3 separate regions of the Sus scrofa genome follow, and regions 2 and 3 are each linked to region 1. A link is a contact called in public Hi-C and HiChIP or PLAC-seq data. All regions are on one chromosome and are shown on one strand. The core of a region is the stretch at or near the end of the contact, and the rest is flanking DNA. Distances in the headings are between cores, read along the strand shown. Region 1 holds the start of GEMIN8 (gem nuclear organelle associated protein 8). Region 2 has its middle 85 kb from the start of EGFL6. Region 3 holds the start of FANCB (Fanconi anemia group B protein).

The links. Hi-C and Micro-C count contacts between places; a contact is called where the count stands out from the background. HiChIP or PLAC-seq counts read pairs in DNA pulled down with a chosen protein or histone mark.
Region 2: an H3K27ac HiChIP or PLAC-seq map of alveolar macrophages shows a contact between it and region 1. The contact joins the enhancer-like site here to the promoter of GEMIN8 in region 1. A contact is called at or near these places in 4 of 5 promoter capture datasets (fetal liver, liver and skeletal muscle), 24 of 47 Hi-C or Micro-C datasets (blood, brain, embryonic fibroblasts and 12 more) and 2 of 2 datasets of contacts at active chromatin or transcription factors (alveolar macrophages and skeletal muscle).
Region 3: a contact with region 1 is called in a Hi-C map of liver, with 5 times the contacts expected there. The contact joins the promoter of FANCB here to the promoter of GEMIN8 in region 1. A contact is called at or near these places in 2 of 47 Hi-C or Micro-C datasets (heart right ventricle and liver) and 1 of 2 datasets of contacts at active chromatin or transcription factors (alveolar macrophages).

Annotation. Positions count from the first base shown.
Region 1 is chrX:10,669,589-10,673,716 of Sscrofa11.1, forward strand. GEMIN8 (gem nuclear organelle associated protein 8) reads right to left here and starts at 1,599. Exons shown (of 5, transcript NM_001244865.1): 1 at 1,473-1,599; 2 at 1-57.
Region 2 is chrX:10,131,480-10,135,479 of Sscrofa11.1, forward strand. No RefSeq gene overlaps it. Among named protein-coding and RNA genes, the nearest start is that of EGFL6, 85 kb to the right of the region's middle. Within about 2 kb of position 1,787, at least 46 of the 83 cell types and tissues checked have an H3K27ac peak or open chromatin away from gene starts, as enhancers often do. A contact at or near this core is called in alveolar macrophages, embryonic fibroblasts, epiblast stem cells and 4 more, where this site is marked.
Region 3 is chrX:11,407,424-11,411,566 of Sscrofa11.1, forward strand. FANCB (Fanconi anemia group B protein) reads right to left here and starts at 1,535. Exons shown (of 9, transcript XM_021080514.1): 1 at 1,340-1,535. MOSPD2 (motile sperm domain containing 2) reads left to right here and starts at 1,767. Exons shown (of 15, transcript NM_001195355.1): 1 at 1,767-1,888; 2 at 2,055-2,124. The coding sequence starts at 1,880.

The DNA.
Region 1 (4,128 bases), core at 349-2,848:
ACAGTTATGCTCTTCTTTCACTCGTTCATTTTTTTCACAGTTCTGTAGCTGGATTTCCTATTGTAGAGAAATACAGAAGTCCCTCAGTGACTGTGGGGAACTGGTTCCAGGATCCCTGCCAATACCAAATTCCGCAGATGCTAGGTCAGTTACACAAAATGGGGGACAGTCGGCCCTTCGTACCCAGTAATGCAGAATGAAGGGCCAACTGGAGTTCCAACAGTAACACAACTATTTCGTGAATTCTCCGACCTCTACTCTTTGGTTATTTGTTCATTTTTCCCTCCCTATCTATCCTTATCATCCCATCCTATCCTTAAATGTGGCATCCTAAAAACCAAAATAATCCTTCACCATCTGTAAAACACTTTTAGAATGAAAATTCTCTCTGGAGCTTTAGTTTATATCCTTTTCCAAGACAGCCACAAACACAGAGAAGATCTGTACACCTTACTGTAAACTTGCCTTCAGCTATGCCTATCCAAAGTTACTTACTAGCCAACAGTCTTTTAAAATACATGGTTTCTGTTCACAGTGCCACCCCAAAGAGACTGTTATTCCTATAAACTACATTAGTATCAACTGTACTTTTAAAGATTACTGCCACTCCACAATTCATGGGAACGCTGAAAGTAAGTAACTGCAGAAACGTTACTTGTGTTACTAATCTTGAGACTTTCAGGTAATGTTCTGACTTAAGGTCCAAAACAGCTGAATACAGAACCTAGCCTGTGAAACAACTTTAAAAATCATTCCTGAAAGAAATAAAATTCTTCAGAAACTTCTGATTTGTTCTAAGGGACTCTCAGGGTTTCAGAGCTAAAAGGTACTTTGTTGGCTACTGGTTCAACTCCACCTAACTACTAAGAAAGAAAAGTGGGAAAGGACACTCTCCACCACAAGTAAGGTGCAGAGAGGACCACAGGTGGCCAAATGCTCTCCAGATGACTTCCATCAAAACCTCTGACCTCCCACAGAGGTCAACGTGCAAGGGGAAAGAAAACAACAATTTTTGAGTAGATGGGGCCAATATTCTGGACATCCCTCTAAGGATGAAGCTGACCGGGGCGATCTTCTGATACAGGTCTGGGTGGGCAAAGTCTGATTTCACTTTCCAGACAGTGTAACGTAGCATTTCCCGGCACATTAAAATCGCCTGGGTAGCTTTAATAAAATTACCAATGCCTGAGCCCCACTTCGCGCAATTCAAATTTAACTTAACTGCGCATTTAAGTCATCCAGTGATTTTCGTGCATGGCAGAGCCAAGAGGCTCTGGAACCAGTTCCTTCTCACAATTAACCAACGATTTAGGGATCTCATGGGCCTGTGTCCACCTCTTGCCTCAGGATGATAATGACGACAACGTGACGGCCAAGCCCTCAGCTCTCCTGGCCTCAGAGAAAGCCAGGCTCAGAAGCCTGCAAGACCCTCCTTCATTCCCCAAATGAAACCCAGCCGCCCCCGAAGTCACCTCGAGGGCGCGTAAGTTGAGGATCCTGGGCGGTGGGCGAGCAGGGACCTACTTCCGGTGGGAAACTGAGGATGCGGGGAGCAGGAGAGGCTGTTGCCGGGGCGACTACACGTGGGCTTCCGGTAAGGGTGACGCGCCGCGCAGCGCCGGAAGTCCCGCCCCTCGATGTCAACGTCACGTCCTCGCCGCGTTCCGCGCCACGCCGGGGAACTGGCTGGGAATGAAGCTCCTCCCCTTGGGGCGGGGCGTCGGGATCGCCGGTGTAGGGTTTCGCCTCCAGATTGAGGCGCGCGGCTGTAGACCCTCCCCTGTGCTGGGGTCGGGCGTTAAGGCGGGAAGGTGAGGGTCGTTTCTGCGCGGCTGCGGTCCCCGCAGCAGTTCCGCGGCTTTTAGCTTTTCGCCCTTCTCTCAGTTTTCTCACCTTCGTTCCCTGGTGTTTACTTAGCCTTTCCCTTTTCAACTAAAAGGGAGGGTGTTCGTGGCCCCAGGGAGAGACGCCCAGCCATTGAAAATAGTCACCCAGATCAGAGTTTGAGTCCACTTCTAGCCCTTAGTTTATTAACTTCCTTAAGCCGCAGGTTCTCGCCCCGTAGAGGTGACTAATAGTGCAGAGTGGCTGGTGCCTGATAAACATAAATTAGTGCTTATTAGCATTTTTAAAAATCACAGTCATTATCAGCAATACCTGTTCTGTTAGCGTCGCAGAGGATCATTAATAACTAAGCATACTCCACTCAAAGACTGGCACATCCTTTCTGGGGCAATTTGGCAAAATGCTGCAAAAGCCCTAAAAGGGGGCATATTTTTATACTAGAATGTTCACTTCTGAGAATTTATTCCAAGGAAGAAAAAGACGTAAACCGGATGCTCATTGCAGAATTATTTGAAAAAGTGGAAAATAAAGTTATTATACTGAATACACTAATTAAAAAAAAGGAAACTATAAATAGAAACGAAACCAAATAGAGTTATGGAAACTTTGTGAACAAATTTCTATTTGACCAAAAAAAAAAAAAAAAAAAAAAAAAGATGCAGGTAACTGAAAAAAATGCCAAGAAACATGAAAAAAAAAAAAAAGTGGAGAGTGAAAACAACTTAGATTCCTAACATGAGTGGATAGCTTGAAATGTAGTCTGAATTGAGGCGGGCTGTAAGGGTATATTACACAGTGGATATTATAGAATTCGTTTGAGAAAAAGACTAGATCTCATTTTTAAATAGTGACAACATGTTAAGGAAGGACTGTTTAGGTTGGATAAAATATACAAATTGGGAGTTCTCTTGAGGCACAGTGGCTTGGGTTGCTGCTGTGGTGGTGGTTCAGTTCCTTGCCCAGGAACTTCCATAGGCCAAAAACCGTATTTTGTATAAAAATTAATTTTACCTTTTTCTTTTTACTTTATAAATGTGGCTACAAGAACATTAAACATTCTATATGGGGCATGCATTATATAATTATATATGTCTGTTGGACAATAGTAATTAGCACAGACAATAAATTATATAATTGTATACCGTGGTAAGCGGAATGCAGAAAATACAGCAGAACAAGGGCCAGAAAATGCGTTTATATTGAGGGTTGTTTTTTTTTTTTTTAAACAAGGTCTGTCCTCCATTGTTCAGAAAGTGATTGTGGGAGGAAATAAGATCTCTGTGGATAGAAGGGTTGGGGGGAGGGGGGAATAGCAGGGATGTGGTATCTTCTGGGAAAAGTCAGGTATGGATGGAAGCTGATAAGTCAGTTTTGGTTCTGGTGGAATCCCTGCCAGAGGGAAGAAACCACATGAAGGGGGGGGGAGGAAGCGGGGTAAAATACCAGAGAGGAAGACCTCAGGGGGCCTCTGGAGAAAGCAGAACAAAGCAGGCTCAGAGTTGGATGGGTTTCAGGTAGTTACTGGAGTCCCAGGAGTTATAGGCTATATATAGTATTGTGAGTTTGTGTGTATATACTCTCTTTTTGGGTGGAAGGTGTCCAGAGTTGTCAAGTAGACCCACAAGACCAGGGAATCACATTCCACCTACCTTGTGGGTCTACACACCTCAGTTTGCTGTCTCGGCACGCATAATCCAAAATGGCACACCTTTGCACCTCCCTTCTAGCCTGTGGGAAGAGGGAAATGAGAGGCAGATTCACGTCCCTTCCGTCGAAGGTAGGGTTTCTGCACCTCGACATAATTCATATTTGAGGCTGCATAATTCTCTGTTCTGGGGCCTCTCTTGTGCGTTGAAGGATGTTGAGCAGCACCCACTAGATGCCAGCAGCACCCCCCATCTGTGACAGCCAAAAATGTCCCTGGACATTGCCAAACGTTCCCTGGGAGTAAAGTGACACTCCTCCCCCAGTTGAGAATCACTGTTTTAAGCGGTGCTTTGACCTCAGCAACTGCCCACAACACTTCTGCTCAGGTGGCCAGAGCTTCATCACAGCTATCCTAACGGTAAAGGAGTCTTGAAATTGTCTGCTGGCCAGGTACTGAGGTAAAAGCTCCAAAAGAAGGTGAGGAGCTATCAGATTCTTCCACACCCTCCTTGCTAGAGGGAATGGAAGTTTCAGAGCAGACCGAGGAGACGGCCCTTTTTTTTCTGTCTTCCAGGCAGAGTTTTAGTCATTATTCGTTGCAATTCACTTGCATTTAAATGCTGGTGGTGAGGACAC
Region 2 (4,000 bases), core at 537-3,036, 540 kb before region 1:
CAGGAGTAGCTTCAGCGGGCATTCTGCATCAGACTCTTCCCAGAATCGAATAAAGGTAGAAAGAATAAAGTCACCCTTTTATGCCAAGTGCCCCTGAACCCACATCATTCCTGTGTAATCTTGGGCCCATTAATCCCATTCTCTGTGCTCCAGTTTCCCCATCTGTAAATCAAGGACAGTGACAGTGTCTGCCTCAAGGAGTGGTTGCCATACTGATGAGCATCTGAGTGCTCGGCACAGAGCCTCAATCGTAGCTCAGGCAGAGAGTAATCCCTTAAGGGACATTAGGCGTTGTTATCGCCAGCCAAGAGCTCGACTCTGCCTCTCTCCAAGACAGAGCCCATTCTCAGCTTTTCCAGTCTCTTTTGGAAAAGCCTTCTCCCATAGGTCCTTTCTCCATCATGGCAACCCTCAGGACACAGTAATTGACCGAAGAACGCCAAATGGAGAAGCTCCAGTCTGGGTTAGTCTGAGAACCCTGAAACGGCTGAAAGACTCCCATGGTCTTGCTGCAGGATTTCAGTTTCTTTTGAGTGTCTGCTGCTTGATGGATGTGCATGCACACATGCGCTTCCAAAGGACAGGGGGTGATGCTTTGGGGACTGTGGAGGCCCAATCCACTAAGGGTCAGTTGAATCAGCCTTGATTCTCCCACCTGCAACGGAAATGGCACCTTCTCTTATTTTTGCTCCGAAGGCCAGTTCTCTTTTCTCTTCCTCCTGTTTCCAGCCCATTGGGAGGGGCATCTTAGTACCTAGGAAACAGCAGCAATTTAAACAGCAGCGCCATTTAGCCTTCATTTTTCACCTTCAGGTTTGCAGAGGCTGGGCTCCAGGCTCAAATCACATGCTCCCGTTGACCCGGGACTAGAACAAACTCTGAGGCAAGGTTTCCACTCACTTGTAACTTCTGTAAAGAAAAGGGAAAAAATACAGAGAGATTTATCTTTCCTTTGCTGAGAGCAAAGAGGGAGGGAGGGGTAGTTCTTTTAACAATGTTCTTTCAACCCTTGTCAACTGGGCACCTGTAATCGCTAGGTGCTAGGCACTGAGTGGGAATCAAAGAATATAAATCTGGTCTTATCTTTAAACCAATTATAATCTAGTCAGAAGATAAATTGCTGGAGAGAAACAGAGGGAGAAAAGGAGTGGTGCCCTATGAGTAATTGGCAGCAAAGCTAAAAATAGGGTTTTAGAAAGAGTCGAAGAAGTTTGGGGCAAGCTTAGCATATGTTAACAATCCATTCAGAGCCCAGAATTCATCTCAGTTGTGGTTTCCAGAAACCACCTAATAAGTTACAGCATTTTCCTTTATATGTTGCATCAGTCAGCTTGTACCTTACAAGGTCTCCAGCACACACACTCACCCTAAATAGATGAGGCTGCCCCACCATTTCTGCCAAGACCCCATCTATTTGTCACCTGCCGTGCAGCATCTGAACAAGTTTAGAGCCAGAGTTTTTCGGAAGACCCAGTGTTTTCAGGAAAGGCTACTAGTGTTTTTAGGAAAACATTTTGAAGCGGGAGATGGCATAACTGATGATTCTCCACTTGGACCTTGCCACTGTCCAGGCACATTCGGGGACATCTTTGGTTTGCCGATGATGTCAGCATCAGAAAACACCAGGCAGTCCGTGGGGAGAGAATGCTGATGGCAGGCATTTCTCATGTGTGTCTGCAAATCCAATGAAGCATTCTAAAGGAATGGTGGTAAAGACACACCCTGCTCTGACTGGCAACTTTTGCCGCTAAACCTGTGAGCCTGAAGACATACAAGGCAAAATTCAGCCTCCTCTCAACCTTGAGGGAATGAGTCAGCAAAGCAGTTCTCACGTCTCTCCACCCAGAAAGGCAGGAGGCTTTCCAAAAAAGGCTATGGTTTTTCTGTTTCCTTGGTTCCCTGACACATAGCCCCAGCCGTGATCACAGGCGCTGCCAGGCAGGAACCTGTTGCCTTATTTGGGAATCCTGCAGCCCTCTTTGTGGGGGGAGTAGGGCAGACTGAGAAGTCCAGGTCAAAATGACAATAATGCGACAATAAAGAGAATCAGATAACGAAAGTGGGCATTTTATCTAGAATAAATACAAAGCCTATACTTCCGGGGATCATTTCTATAGTTTGTGACCTAGAATAAAGGTAGAAAACTGCCTGATCCAAGGAATAAATACCTTCATACCCATTTCTTACTCAAGCTCTCCTGGGAAAATCTATAGAATCTTCCATTTTCCTTCCAGCCGAAAGGCTGTCTGCATTTCCCAGCTGCCGTGGGGACCGCTCTTCTGTTGGGAGAGAGTCTGTCAGTTACATCCACCCACAGTTCTCTAGTTGCTGCTTTTCGAGGGTCCCTCTTTCTGACCCCAGGGTGTGCTGGGTGACATTGATCGTGGCATGCAGATAGCAGGAACAGATGAGGAGTGGAGGCAAAGGGCAGGAATGCCCTGCATTTTATGGCTTCCAGCCTGCATTTCCTGGGGGTGTTAACAACTGGGGGACGCACCCAACCCCGATCTCAACCATCCAACTCAGCTTCCATCAAGAAGCAGGGTTTCTAGCACATTCTGGGGCCCTGGAAACTGTACAGAAGACCTAGGTCCCTCTGCTTGGGTAGTCCTCCCGCAAGGCTGCCACCAGCCACCACGTTTTCATTTCTGTGTTTCTCCAAATAGGAGATCACCAGCTGAAAGACAAGAGAACAGCGGGGGAAATGGAGGAAGACCCCAGAACAGTAATGGGTGTGTCAGCTCAGGCTGGAATGTGTGTCCAGCATCCATCCCAGGAATGAGAAAAACAAACCCAAGTCCAGATTCCCTCTCGGAGGTGCCGAGTGCATCAGCAGCGTAGCAGAGGGAAGGGTGCCCTCTGCTGTCATCTGTGGGGTTTTTTGCTTTGTTTTAAATTTAAAGGAAAATTTCAAGCTCCATGTGAAACAGAATGAAAAAAAAAAAACTATGTATTTTTGAAAAGCACGACCTGTAGCCAGGCTGTGTTCTGGGTCAGGTGAGAGAGACCCCACGGATGACGCAGGCAGCCCTGGAGACCCCATGGCCCTCTACTGAGGGGAAACTGGCTTGGGAGGGGGTCCTGTGGGCTTTATGGATCCAGGACAGTTTACCTGGAAATAAAGGCATTTCTTGGGAGCAGGGCCCTTCTTGGGTGGCGACACTCTGGCCAGCATCTCCATTTATTTCCCTGTCTTTTCCCAGTGAACCAATTTGGGCTTGTTCTTAGATTCTTCTGTTTATCTAGGAAAGGAAAAAAAACAATATGGTTCGCACATAAGAACTCCGAGGCTCGGCTTACAAATATTGCACGAAGATAATAATTTACTGGAGTTCCCGCTGTGGCTCAGTGGTAACGAACCCGACTAGTATCCATGAGGATGCAGGTTCGATCCCTGGCCTTGTTCAGTGGGTTAAAGGATATGGCATGGCTACGAGCTGCGGGTGTAGGTCGCAGACGTGGCTCAGATCTGGCGTGGCTGTGGCTGTGGTGTAGACCAGCAGCTACAGCTCCAATTCAACCCCTAGCCTGGGAACGTCCATATGCCACAGGTGCAGCCCTCAAAAAAGGAAAAAAAATGAAGAATTTAAAATACTAAATATAAATGCCCAGCTTAAATGAAAGATGAGTTATAGAAATCCAACATATTTCCTAGGAATATTAACTGAGATATAAAATTATTGGCCCAGATAGTCACCTTAGAGTTAAGACAAAGGCCATCTACAGGGAGAACTTAATCACGATTGTAATTAATATTTTGCGGATGGAAATGTCACAAATGAAAGGCCACAAACAACATCGATGTTAATGCTTCAATATTTACGCTCTTAGTTTTTCCTTTTAGAGTTGGGGCTTTTTCTCTCTTTTGGAAGCCTTCAAGAAATTGTAGATCACTGTACAAGTTGCACTTGTTGGAAAACTGCAATTATTTCAGGTTCACAAATGATTTAATCGGAGGGAGAAAGGGAGAGGCAATGCGGGAGGGGGCGTTAGAGACCAG
Region 3 (4,143 bases), core at 285-2,784, 740 kb after region 1:
ATTGCTATAAAGCTTGGCACGGCATTCAAAGTCCTAGTATAATCTTGACCCAACATGCTTTTAGCATGAGCTCTATGCAAACAACATTCTCATGGACATAAACTCAAATAGACTAAAAGACATAAATAGCTGTTACATGAAAGGTCATTTTTCAAATTTTGAAACAGTATTGTAAAACATGCACATTTTCAATGTAAGGTTTTTTGTTTGTTTTGTTTTTTGTCTTTTTAGGGCCGCACCTGAGGCACATGGAAGTTTCCAGGCTAGGGGTCAAATGGGAGCTGTAGCTGTGGGTCTACACCACAGCCACGGCAATACCAGATCCTTAAACCACTGAGCGAGGCCAGGGATCAAACTCACGTCCTCATGGATACTAGTCTGGTCCATTAACTGCTGAGCCACAACAGGAACTCCAATGCAAGTTATTTTAAATGGGCCATCTTTGGAGTTAAAAATTAGAAGCAATTAATATATTAATTTATAAATTTTTACCTCAAGCTTTTTGTAATCTCAAAGCTTATTGCATTCACATGTTTTATTTTATATTGAGGATACATTTTTAAAGTTCTTAGCATATGTTCATAAGATAAACCTTTAAGCCTATGAAATAAGTGGTAACTTTCTTTTCTCAGAAAGAAATGACCTGAAAACAAGTAAAACTAAGATTCAATTTAGAGGTTCTTAAACCAATACAAACAAGCTCTGATTAGTGTGGAGAAGAGAATATCACCATTGGGCAGTGGAGCCAGATAAAGACTGTAGCTATGTCTGAAATACTATTTCAGGGATGTGTTCAAATACTTTTTAAACAAAGTGGCTTTTCTCCCCATAAAAAGTCAAATATAAAAAACGTTTGGGGCAAAGCTCAAGTGTCCACCATGGCTGACTATGGATGGTGAGAATACGGGGATTGTTCTTTTCTTCTTATAATTTCTTTGTAGTTTTCAGCTGCGACAACCAAAAAGGTCTCCAGATGCTGCCAAAAGTTCCCTGGGAGACAAAATCGCCCTGGTTGAGAACTACATTAATAAACTGACAGACGCTTTCTAACTTTGACCTTTATATATCTGTCTTAAAGATTTCGAAGACACATCCTTTGTTAAATATCTCACACTCCAAGCGGGAAAGACGCTGCAGAGGTGAAGAAACTTTCAAGCGAAAAAATCCCCCAATAGAGCAAGCACTTGGTATCTAGCTATCCTTCCAGAGAATGACGAGCACAGGCCCCGGGACGCCCACTTCCTTCCCGCTCTTCCGTAACGAAGGGACTAGGAGAGCAAACCCAGCCCCGCCACCCCCTCGTTGAAGGTCAGGTCAGGGCACACACCGCCGAGTCTACCTCTGAGCTGGAGGTCCCGCGTCCCGCAGCCGCCGCGTCCCCGACGCCGCAAACAAGCACCAAGTAAGGAAGCTCCAAACCTCCCGCCCGCGCGCTGCATCTTGGGAGGCCCAGGCCCGAGGCTGCGTCCTGCGCGGAGGAGGCGGAGCCTGCCCTACAGCCCAGAGCACGGTTGCCAAGGGAGGCCGAGGAGGCGGGGCCTCCGGGGAATGTTGTGAAAACGAATGGCAGACGGAGCTCGCACGGGCGGAGCTTGGCTGGGGAAGCGCCCGCGATCCGCCGGCTGACGGTCGCGGGGTGGGGACCGAAAGAGAAGCGAATGGAAAGCCACGCTGAGGGCCTGGTACCGCCTGCAGACCCAGGCGGCCGCACTGGATTGGGCGGCGTGGCGGTGCTTCCGCCCGCCTTCCCTTGTCACGCGACCGCCTCCACGTCCCGCCCTTCCTTCTACCTACGGGCCGGCTTGGCTAGTGATGAGATATTTGGATCTCAGCTGTGGAAGCGGTGACGGCAGCTGCGATCACGTCCGCGAGCGCAACCATGGCCGAGGTGAGGAGCAGACCGCACCGTGTGCTGCCGCCCCCCCTCCCCAAAGCGGATCCGGAAGCCGCCTCTGAGGCCCGGGGGCCGCGCGCCCAGGTGCAGGTGGGCTGGGCTGAAGGGAAGTGGGGTGGTGCGCGTGGTGTCCGAGCGTTTTTTCGTGTCTCCCTTCTAGTACCAAGCCCAGAATAAACCCAAGCTCATCGCTGACGTCCGACGGAGGTTCGAAGCTGAGTATGTGGCAGGTGAGTTCTCGGCGTTAAGGCAGGTGTGCAGTGAGCGTCCCCAACTTTGCTGGGGATGTTTGAGGGTGTCTCCGTGGGAGGCGTTAGGGACCATTTCGGTCCTCACGGGGGACCGTGCGGTAAACGTTTCCAAGTTTTTTTCTCTGTAATATGGCACGTATACTGATTGGGCAACTGATACGCCCATTGCTTCCTAAAGGGTTAATGCAAGTTGGAAATTTGTGTTTCTAGCCTCTGGAGTTTCTGGAACTTGCAGGACACTTGACATTGCGCAGTCCACGTTTCCTCTGCTGACCTTTCACCAGCAAAAATCGAGAAAATGAACCTGAAAATGGCCGTAATACTATTCACGTGTACTTAATTGGGGATCCAGATTCCTTGGATATTTTGCTTAATTGCACTTCATACAACCCAGCACGCTATCCACAAAGTAGGCCTGCCTGTGCTGGAACTAGTTCTTATCTTTTCATCCCACACTGTACCTAGCAAAGTATCTGGGTGTCCAGAATTGATTTCTTAGGTGAACGTTCCGTGTCCTGATGTCATAGATACCTGAGTTGTCGGATATTTAAGTGTTGATTTCATCCTTGTATGGTAATTTTGAAAACCATGCAGGATAATTTATTATAAATATGGAGTAAATAGTCTAACCACTTAATAGCTTGCTTGTCTTTCCTGAGCCCCTGATTCCCTATCTGTGAAATTCAGATCATTAGGTTAGGCAGATTAAACAGAAGCATATATCAAAGTGTGTGGCACAGGCTTAGCACATAGTAGGCTCTCAGTATTTTGCCTCAGTAGTCGTTTTGGTTCCTGTGCAAGGAGTCCAGTTTCCATATCTTGACTCTAGTGCTGAGCAGAGGTTCCCTGAAACCTGAGACTGCCCTAGATTACATGTCAGTTGATGACCTAGAACAAATAAAGAAATCTGTTCCGAATAACTTGGTAAGTCTTTTAATCCCTCCCTGTCAGTTTTCTTCACGTCCCAAACATTGTACCAGAGAGTTGCAAAAGCACTCTGTTCACTTTTAGCCCAGAGATCTCATTTCTAATAATATAACTACTTCCAGGAAAGACAGAATTCTGGAGGTATGTTCTATAGAAATGTAACTCTCATAGCTGCAAGGTTTATAATATTTTAAGAAGTGACCCAGAACTTGAGCTAGTGTGCTCCCCAAGAGTTACTTACTTGTGCCCAACGGAGGAAGCAGAATAGAGTCAGAAATTGAGCAGTAGGTAAGATCTTAAAGGTCTCATTGGTCCAGCCTTCTCAGTTTTCCAGTGAGAAAAGTAAGGTCTAGAGAGATTAAGTGATTTGCTCCAAGTCCCTGGTGTTAGTGGCTAGGCCAGGGCTGGCGAATTCACTGTAGAAATCTTTTGGTAACACCATCATGTCTAATTAAATTGTCACTTCTCAGCTTGAACAAACCCCTGTCGTACCTTGCCACTGTGTCTAGAATAAAAATCCCAGTTCTTTATGGTGGCTTACAGTGCAAGGCCATGCCCACCCCTCCATCCTCACTTGTTGCTACTCTTCTTGCTTGGTACACTTTTCGCCACCGCCTACAGTAAGAAACATGTTATACATTGCAACCAAGTACACGCTCACATGCATACGTGACCGAAGCAAAAGTTCATTAAGGAATACTTAGGCTGGAAACCTATGGCCCCCGATACAGTGACCCACAAAATTGACATTACAACCTACAAACATGACCCACAGTTGGAAAAACATGACCAGCCACACTGTTTCTTTGATGCTCTTCAAACAGACGGAGTCGCTTTCCTTCTCCGAACCTCTCCACTTCTCTCTGCCTAGAAGGCTCTTGACAGGTAGTGAGCACAGCCAGGTTCTCCTTTTCTTTTCCATCTTGGTTTAAATGTGTCAGAGAGGCCTTTGCCAATTATTAAATAGCCTCCCTGTCTTGTCTCCTTTCCAGCTCTTACCGTAACCTGTAATTATCTGGTTCATTTGTTTACTGTCCATTTCCTGCAGTAGAATATATTTGAGTCCGGGGC